Regions from separate parts of the Zea mays genome. Here region 1 is linked to region 2. The links are chromatin contacts, called in public Hi-C maps. All regions are on one chromosome and are shown on one strand. The core of a region is the stretch at or near the end of the contact, and the rest is flanking DNA. Distances in the headings are between cores, read along the strand shown.

Region 1 (4,781 bases), core at 1,813-4,312, 71 kb after region 2:
TCCAAACAAACATTTACATGCACCTATCCAACAAAATCTACATGTTTTTATATTTTATACTTGATAATCAATCATAATATAGATATTATTGTATGAAAAAATGAAAAAAATAGACTGTGCTAGACATAGGCCCTGTTTGTTTCGGCTTCTGGCAGCTTCTGGCCACCAAAAGCTGGTGCGGACTGACAAACGCTCAGCTTCAGCTAACTTCTATAAAATTCGTTGGGGCAAAAACCATCCAAAATCAACATAAACACATAATCGGTTGAGTCATTGTAATAGTAGGAATCCGTCGCTTTCTAGATCCTGAGCCCTATGAACAACTTTATCTTCCTCCACATGTAATCGTAATGATAATCAGATTCTCTCCACACCCAGATTCTCTCCACAGACAGATTCTCAGAAAAGCTGGTCAGAAAAAAACTGAACCAAACAGGCCCATAGTTCTGTGTCTCGGTACATCTACGATTAAGACACGGCGGCACGGTGATTGGGCCAGGCCGGGCACGAGCCCGGCCGGTGGGCCGCAAGGGCGCTAGGCCGTGCTAGCTCATGACGCGTGAAAACTGCCACGGGCTTTTCCGATCAGGACTGTTTAGACATGTACACACGTAGCGGTGTACATTGAGATTCGACGATGGTACAGAACCTCCGGCATGCAGTAAGCCATGTGTGTGATCGATGTGGTTTCAGGAGCCGTGTAATAAAAGGATCGCATCGTTCGTGCAGCACCTCGCAGATTCGCAGCGGTACAGGCTGCCCGCCGTACCATGATTTTGTCTTAAACCTCACTTCTCCCGCTGCCAAGCAAATAAAGGCACATACGTACGCACGCTTGTGGCTCCCTCCCAGAGCTGAGAGAGAGAGAATTCAATTCGATGCGTGATGCCTGCCTTGTGTATAGATGCAGAAAAGCCCATTGCCCAAATGTCGTGGTCCTACAGTCACAAGGCTGTGCAGCCAGTCAGCCCAGCCGCATGATAAGATAACCATAGATAGGATTGCATTGCATCTCATGCTCTCTTCACATCGTGTCATCAAGGTCGTCATCATTGGCCGGCCCAGGAGCAAAAGGCTGGAGAGGAAGAGGACGACCCGGATGGACATGGAATGGAATGGAATAATCACGGTCACGGCACGGCGGCCCGGAGAGAAAGAGAGAGAGGGGAAAAGCTGACCTGCCCAAGCTGATGCTGCCATGGGTGAATGCATTTGCGTGCATGTACCCTCCCTGGTAGATAGGTATCATTCCTTGAGTTAGTAGTCCCTAGACACTCCCTGGTCCCTGCCACTGTTTGCAGCTTCAACTGTTCATCCGCTTGTCCCCCGTTGCATTCACCAAAAAGTGTAAATCGCAACGCCTGTACTTTGCTCCAGCACACCATAACTCGATAGCTTTTCAGTAGGGATTGGCTGCAGGCTGCTCGTCTTTCTTTCTTGCTACCTGCAGGTAAACTTCCGCGTCCATGATAGTAGTTGTAAAAAGTCACCTTTTACACCATTGCAGATGAATCCTTGTACAAGCAAGAGAGTGCCGCGCGCCCCTCCTTGATGCCATGGGGAAACATTTCCTTCGTCACATTCAAGTGGCAGTATTAAATATATAGTGAAACAGCGATAATAGAGGGGAATCAAATCTAGGGTACGTTTGTGGTTTCAGGTTATGTCCCAGGGTGCTGCTATCAGTGCCCGGCCCATCCATGGTTAAAGCTACTGCCTTTCCTCTGAAACGTCAACAGAAGGTACCACCTACTTGCCTACTTGCTTGCTTGTCCATTCATTCAGCAGTGACGAACAGTTTCATTTGCATCTCGTCTGACCTAATCACGACTGAGCTGAGCTCCCGACAATAACGAAACGAACACAACTCGGCCATGAGGCTCGCATTGGCCCCGTCGGGATCGGTGTCCCAGTCCCAATTCCTACGGTTGCGGCTGCGAAAATCGCTTGGCCTTTAGTGACCACGACCTCTGGCGGTTATTCAAGCGCTGAAAGCCAAAGCGCAGAGCTCACAGCACTAGTTGTCGCCCTACTCAGGCCATATTTGGTTTTCTTTAGTCTAGGGACTAAAGTTTAGTTAGGGGACTAAAGTTTAGTCCCTAAAATGTTTGGTTTCTAGAGACTAAAAATAGTAAGAATATACTAAATCTCTACTACTACATAAGTGTGTAGTGTAGACGTACACAGATGCAGATGGTGCACGGTTTTGCCAAAACCGCGTCCCCGCGCTTTCTGCCTTTCTCCACGCCGCGCTTTCTTCTCCACGCGCTGCCCCGCCTGCCATCGCCGGCGCCTCCTCGGACGCGCAGATGGAAGGTCCGCGCCCTGCGCCCCCAAATCGCGCATCCGCATCAATGGAAGGTCCACGCGTCCGCAGCCCCTAAGCCACCTCCTTCTCCTCCTCTCCCCATTACCGCGCGTCCGCAGTCCCCAAATCGCGGCTGGCCCATGAAGATGCCCAGCACGGCGGCCATCGCCGACCGCCCGTGGATCAGCTCCGCCTCCCGGTACCACTTGAGGAACGCCGGGTCCTTGCCCAGCCCCAGCGGATCGAACCCGAAGTCGCCAGGGAGCCTGCAAAGTCGCGGCGGCGGCGTCACGGTCAGCTTCGAGCTCCACCCCCCCTCCTCGTCTCTGCAAAGACTTACGATCCGTCGAGCCAGGGCGGGTTGATGAACTCGGCGGATCCACAACTTCTTGGCGGCGGCCGCGGCGACGGCGAGGAGCGCGCGGCGCGGGCTTGGGCGCGGCGGCATTGGCGAGCGCGCGCCTGGCGCCGAGGAACGGGGTCTTGAGCACAGCAGCGGGCGCGGCGGCGTCACGGTCAGCTTCGAGCTCCACCCCCCCCCCCTCCTCGTCTCTGCAAAGACTTACGATCCGTCGAGCCAGGGCGGGTTGATGAACTCGGCGGATCCACAACTTCTTGGCGGCGGCCGCGGCGACGGCGAGGAGCGCGCGGCGCGGGCTTGGGCGCGGCGGCATTGGCGAGCGCGCGCCTGGCGCCGAGGAACGGGGTCTTGAGCACAGCAGCGGGCGCGGTGGCGGAGGTGGACACGAGCGCCATGGCCGGGGCGCGGTGGCAGAGGTGGACGCGAGCGCCACGGCAATCACGCATCGGCGCTCGCCCCAGCCCCGCAGAGGTCGCGTACGTCCAGATCCCCACCATCCCCAGCGAGCTCTTGTCCTCCTCCGTCGTGTCGTACCAAGACGGTGTAGATCTGGAGCATTTCCTAGCGCCGGATCTCGGAGAGGTGAAGGACGAGTCGGTGTTCTAGATGATCTGTAGCCCTCCCGATTGCCCCTCGCTCTCGCCCCCTCGATCCCGGAGACAGCTGCACGGGGTTCTACGCGGGCGCGGGGCAAGCGCGCGAGGTATGGGCGTCCGTCGAGGAGTTCGGGGCCGTGGGCGACGGCGCCATGCCCAACACCGCGGCGTTCCGGCGCGCCGTCGCGGAGCTGGGCGCGAGGGCCGCCGGTGGGGGAGGGGCCAGGCTTGACGTGCCCCCCGGGAGGTGGCTCACGGGCAGCTTCAACCTCACCAGCCGCTTCACCCTCTTCCTGCACCGCGGCGCGGTCTCATCGGCTCCCAGGTCACGAGTTCATTCATTTCTTCTTTCTTTCTTTGTTTAGACAGTAATTCATTTATAATGCATTTAACTCTTGTGAGTCTTTCCTCAAAACTTAAGAACGAGGACCCTATAGCACTGTAACTGACAACTTTTAATAAGCACCAAAGACTGATCAAACATAAGGTTCCATTTTTATTTTGGCATTTTCTTATGATAATATTTTGTAGCTGTAATATAATCTAATTTGGTTCCCTGCAATGTCAATACCTGTGTAAGATTATTGGTAGTACAATTCACAAAGCATGAACCATTTTGTTGGTCACTCAAAAACTCTGTTCTTAAGGCGTCGCCTAGACGTCCGGGCGGTGGTCTAACGCCTAGGCGCCTTGCCCGCCTACCTCGCCTAGGCGCCGCCTAGGCGTCCAGGCGGTGCTCCAACGCCTTGGACCGCCTTACCGCTTTAAAAACCATGTCAAAAAGCATGCTATTCATGTCATATTTGAGCTTCGTTGCACTTTTAAAATTACAAAATAATTAAAAAATCCAGTTACCTCTTCTAACATCACCATACCACCGTACTTCATTTCAGAACTTTCTGTCATCTACCCATCCTCTTATTGGCCATTTGTGTGTGTCTCTCCGGAGAACTGGAGACCTCATTGGGAGGTTACCTTTGTCGGCTATTGCTGCATGTGATGTGAAGGTCAATACATTGTGTAAATTGATCGACCATAGGGCAGAATTTGATCCTCTATTGGTCTTGTCATTATTGTACAATGCTGCAAAACAATCTCCTGGAGTCTCTGTTAGTAACAGCAATTTCTGGATTCAGAGTGAAAAGCCTTATTCTCCGGAGGCTGTTGACTCGGCACTTGAGTGTTGGTCTGGTACAACAGATCCCGTAGAAGTAGAGGCAGTTCTTGTTCCCTACATATTGGAGGATGAACTGAAGACAGTAAGAATTAATCTAGGAGATAATGAACATTATATGAGTTATGTTGCAGCAGAGCTCTCAGCAATTGATTCCTCTCATGTTCTTGTATCAAGGTAGGCAAAGAAAAACTAAGTAGTAAATTCCTGACTTCTGAGCCTTTTCCATTATTCTTGTTGTGCATGACAATTTTGAAACATTGATCTCACTGCAGAACAATTGGAAAAGCATCATCCGAGATAAGACTGTATTTTGCAGCCGCAAATATACATGTTGTTTCT
Region 2 (4,960 bases), core at 1,225-3,724:
TATTTTAGAAGGAAAGAAAACAATGTACTAACAGTGGGATTAGTGACAAGGTCATCACCGACAATATGTAGTTGCTCTCCAATTTCTTCAGTCATCTTAGCATAGCGAACCCAGTCGTCCTGGACACCTAGTCAAAAGTATCTTCAATCGAAATAGTGAGTGTCAAAAAACCTTTCTCATATTCTAAAATTTTAAATACAAACTAAGTAATGAAAAATAGCATAGGTAGTCAGGTAAATCTTCTTGGAATGATGAGCCAACAACACCTCAAGTTGGCGGCTGCATTCCAAAGAAATAGCATAGGCAGAATACATGTATTAGTATTACACTTCGATAAGAATGATTCGAATACAAAAAAGCTAAATTTAGGGTTCATGTGCTTAATTTGCACAACAGGGAGGGAATACAGGGATCCAAATACTAAACAAAAATACTCACGATTTGCTTGGCTCCTGCCCAGTCCACTTTGATCCAATCTCCACTTCGACTCCTCCCCATTCCACACTGTGTCAGATCCATGGCGGCGCTCAACCTCCGCCATTAGCAGCTGCCAACAGCAAATCATGAGAGGGGGGAGGGTGGTGTGTGAAAACTAACATGATGCTACTACCAAAAATGGGGGAAACGAACCAAAAATAGGGGGAGAAACAAACCTCCTCGTGGGTTGTCTACGCCGAGTCCGGAGTCGCACAACGTCTGCTGCCATGAGAGCTCCCACTGTGCCGAGTGTGGAAGCGCACTCGTAGTAGCTTGGAGGAACAAGAACCAACAGCAAATCATGAATCAAGAAGAAGCAGATCGGGTTCCAAGAACTCATCGGGATTGTGCATTCGTCGCGTGTATGAGCAGCGACGGACTCACCCTTGTGTGGGCAGCCGCAGGGTGTGTCCGCCGGTGTGCAGGGCAAGGTGCGCGCATGGTGGAGCATGCCCCTATGTGGGCAACCACTGACGGCATCGCGGACGGCTTCGTTGTAGTCGTTGCGGTTCCCTCGGCGGCATCACCATGAGGAGCGATGGAGTGTGATATGCCCGAAGCGCTCATGCCACCGCCACGCCGTGTCCACGCGCCGAGCAGTAAGGCACACAGGGTGCGTGATGTCGAGTCGGATCGAGTAGAGCCGGTTGGGGGAGCGACGCACTCGAGCATGGAGGCGTCGGCGTTCGTCGCGGATCCGCATGACCCCCTTATCGACATGGATGTCGTACCCATCCTCGTCCAACTGCCCAACGGGCACGGACCTCTCGAGCGGGGTGGGGGAGGCGGCTGTCGTAGGTGTTGGGGTGGCGATGGCCGCTCGGGGGAGGCGGCCCCTCCTCTTCTCCATTCGAACTTCTCTCTTTGCTCCTCTTCTCTCTTTGCTCCTCGGGGTGGAGCAACGCCTGGTGCCTGTCGGGGGTGGAGACCGCACGACGAGCAGGGGCACCGGATCCGGGGAGGAGGGGCGGGGGTGCCGAGGCAGGTCGTCTCGCCGGAAGTAGAGCACGACAGCGTTGGCGGTTGAGGAGTTTTAGGGTTCGAGGCGGGTGAGGGCGGCAGGGCTTTGTTGGGCGACCCGCTCACGATGTCTGCGCGGGGGGCGCCTGTCGCGGCGAGCGCCATGGGGGGTGGGGGAGGGAGCTCTGGCGACACGGGTAGATGCGGGCGGGGCACGGTGAAGGTGCAGCATTGATGGGAGACGGCGAGACGCGACGCGGGGATTGGGGAAGGGGATGACTCCGGCGGCGAGCTACTGGTCTCAGAGGAAGGGCCGCCGCCGCGCCGGAGAGCGTGCTGATGAGATTCTCGGAATGGAGTGGAGGTGAACGATCCGCGGGAGAGCGGCGGACTGGAGGGGAGGCAGGGAGGCGGCGGCTCACGCGGGGTGGGGGAGTGGGAGGCGGGGGGACGAACGTGGGGTGGGCGGATGAACGGTGTAGATTTACGGAAGCGAGTGGACGGTGCAGATTGGCTGAAGGCAGAACCAGGGGAGGCAGCCTACCCCTTAGAGCCTTAATAGGTAGTATAGATTAGCTAGTTTGTTGTCTAAAAACAATATTGAGTAATTATTAATAGGCCGCCTCGTCATACTCTAATGGGTATTTGGTTTGAGTAATGAGCTAGTCGATCATCTTCTCACTCCTAACTTTTTTTGTTTGGTTTTGTGGAATGGAATAAGTTGATATATCACCACTTTATTCCTCATAGTTAGTTAATTAATACGAATATGTGCAATAAAGTTATCCTACCAAATTTGAGAAATGAACCAATGGTACATCACTTTATTTTGAATGGAGTGGTTCCTCAAACCAAACACCCCACAAATCTTTCGTCATAAGCTTTGGAATCTATGTACAGAAGGTAGCTATCAGTCGAAAACACGGCCCTGCCGCGGATCCGAAGCAGGCCATCCTGACAGCGAGCCGAGTGGACGGTGGCGGTGACAGCGCATCATGACATGGGCCGCTTTGGAATTGGCAGGGAAAAGGCGCGGGGAATAAAGCAGCTGCGATGTGTCCATATCGACGTTGCCACAGCGAAGCGTTGCAGATCTCCTCCTCCTCGCTCCGGGCCGGGCGGCTGGCGGTGGCGCACGCGAGTTCCTACGGCGCGGCGTCCTCTCGGCGGGACAGCCTCCTCGTGCGCACGCCCAACTGCCTAGCCTTGTCTTATTCCGGATCCATGGGATTGGGTCGATGATAATAAACACCAAATCTATAGATAGATCATTTATTATGCTCAGTTCTATTTAAGTTTGCGTTGCCGTTGCACATTCGTATATACTATAAGGGTGGGTATGTATGTATGTATGTATTATTATCTTCACCAGATACTACTAGTTAGTGAGTGCTAAATAACGCCCGCCTTAGCCACGAAGGAAATAAGTGACTACTAGATAAGTAACATCACATGCCATCCGTTTTTTTCCTCATATCTTGCTGTCACGCAAAGCATTATCAGCAACAAAAAAGCAAGCAACGTATCTGCTGCCTGTCGTACGTTGACCAGACCTTTTCTTTTTCTTATCTAACAAAAAAAGAATCCGTTGATGAGAGATTTCTTTTTGTGGAAAAAAAAAGACGCTGGCTGGAGCAGCAATAGACAGCAGAGCCATTTCATTGATTTTCGCTGTCGGCCCATTAGTACTCCTAGGCCGCCGCGTTGGGCTGGACCTGTCCATCCATGATAACCAAGGAAAGGAAACAAACGGTGCGGGCCTTGTTGGGCCAGCCTTTACCTGCTACCTACTCAATTCCCGAATCCAGTTCATCGCTACGCACAGTATACCACGACAACAACACGCGTAGCAGCGTTCGAGACATCTTCTTTTGCTATTCTCTCCGTCACCAAATTAAAATGATCCTTGCTTTTAAGAAATCGAGCGGTTCAATAATCACCACCTGATGGTCGTGACTATTACTAGCGAGTAGCCACACATATTTATTGCGAATATAACCGATTTTTTTATTTTAGTCCTTTTTTCAAAATAAATTGATTGACGTTTAGACCCCTGACCGAATTATTTTCTGTTTTGGACTTTTTGCTCGACGTCATAGGTCGTGGCGTCGATGAAACATAGCTCGGCGCCATAGACTATGGCACCGAAGCGTGACGTGGCAGCGTCGGCGAGGGCTGTCGTGGCGCCGACGTGGCACCCTAGTCTGGCACCACAATCTTGGTGCTGAGCTAAGATTTAAGTGCTTCTGCCCTTTCCTTTCTCCATTCTTTCCTTTCCCCTCTCTCACTGCCCGACCGCCCCTTTCGACGTCGCCGCCCTCCCCAGCCCGACGCGCCGCCTGGCCGCGGCCCCACACCTCGGCCGCCCGCCTCACCGGCCCGACGCACCGCCCTATCTCGACCGTCACACCGCCCGGTGAGTTAGTAGCTAGTTCGTTAGTAGTTAGTTAGTAGCTAGTGGTTAGTTAGTAACTAGTGGCGTATTGTCTTAGTGTTTAGTTAATGGTTAGTTAGTAACTAGTGGTTAGTTACTATTAATTTAGTTTAGTACTTAGTATTGTATTATCTTAGTGTTTTTATATTTAGTTAGTAGTTTAGTATTATTTTATTACTAAGGATATAGTTAGATACCTATTTAGTTGTTAGTGTATATAGTTAGCTAGCTATTTAGTTGTTAGTATATGTACATAGAATGTTTATGTTAACCATCGATATGTTTAGCTAATGGTTAAACATATCGCTCGTTTGTAACCAGATGTATAAGTGAAGTAGATATATATAATTGAAAGGAATAGCACCTCTCATAGTTCTAAAGCCGACGCCACTAACTTATCCGTAATTTAATAATATATATCAAGGGAAATATAATAACATAGTTATAAACCATTCACTACCGTAATTTGACTCTTTGCCGAGTACCAAATTATCGGGGACCATAATTAGGGGTACCCTTAAGGCTCCTAATTCTCAGCTGGTAACCCCCATCAGCACAAAGCTGCAAAGGCCTGATGGGTGCGATTAAGTCAGGGATCAGTCCATTCGAGGAACTCGATCACGCCTCGCCCGAGCCTAGCCTCGGACAAGGGCAGCCGACCCCGGAGGATTTCCGTCTCGCCCGAAGCCCCCCTCCAGCGGCGAACATATTTCCGGCTCGCCCGAGGCCCTGTCTTCGCCAAGAAGCAACCCTGACCAAATCGCCGCACCGACCGACCAAATCGCAGGGGCATTTAATGCAAAGGTGGCCTGACACCTTTATCCTGACGCGCGCCCTCCAGCCGGCAGAGCCGAAGTGACCGCCGTCACTTCGCCGCTCCACTGACCGGCCTGACAGAAGGACAGCGCCGCCTGCGCCACTCCGACTGCGGTGCCACTTGACATAGTGAGACTGACAGGCAGTCAGGCCCGGCCGAAGGCACCATAGGAAGCTCCGCTCTGCCCGACCCAGGGCTCGGACTCAGGCTAAGCCCCGAAAGACGGCGAACTCCGCTCCGCCCGACCCAGGGCTCGGACTCGGGCTAAGTCC

The links. A called contact is a pair of places that touch in the nucleus more often than the background predicts.
Region 1: a contact with region 2 is called in a Hi-C map of ear, with 4 times the contacts expected there. The contact joins the promoter of LOC103637342 here to the enhancer-like site in region 2. A contact is called at or near these places in 3 of 25 Hi-C or Micro-C datasets (ear, leaf and tassel).

The regions. Positions count from the first base shown.
Region 1 is chr8:142,845,516-142,850,296 of Zm-B73-REFERENCE-NAM-5.0, forward strand. It overlaps LOC103637342 (small RNA 2'-O-methyltransferase), which reads left to right and starts at 3,063. Exons shown (of 5, transcript XM_020543151.1): 1 at 3,063-3,262; 2 at 3,333-3,573; 3 at 4,117-4,616; 4 at 4,715-4,781. The coding sequence starts at 3,063.
Region 2 is chr8:142,775,292-142,780,251 of Zm-B73-REFERENCE-NAM-5.0, forward strand. No RefSeq gene overlaps it. Among protein-coding and RNA genes, the nearest start is that of LOC103636024, 6.2 kb to the left of the region's middle. Within about 2 kb of position 2,475, at least 18 of the 20 cell types and tissues checked have an H3K27ac peak or open chromatin away from gene starts, as enhancers often do. A contact at or near this core is called in ear, leaf and tassel, where this site is marked.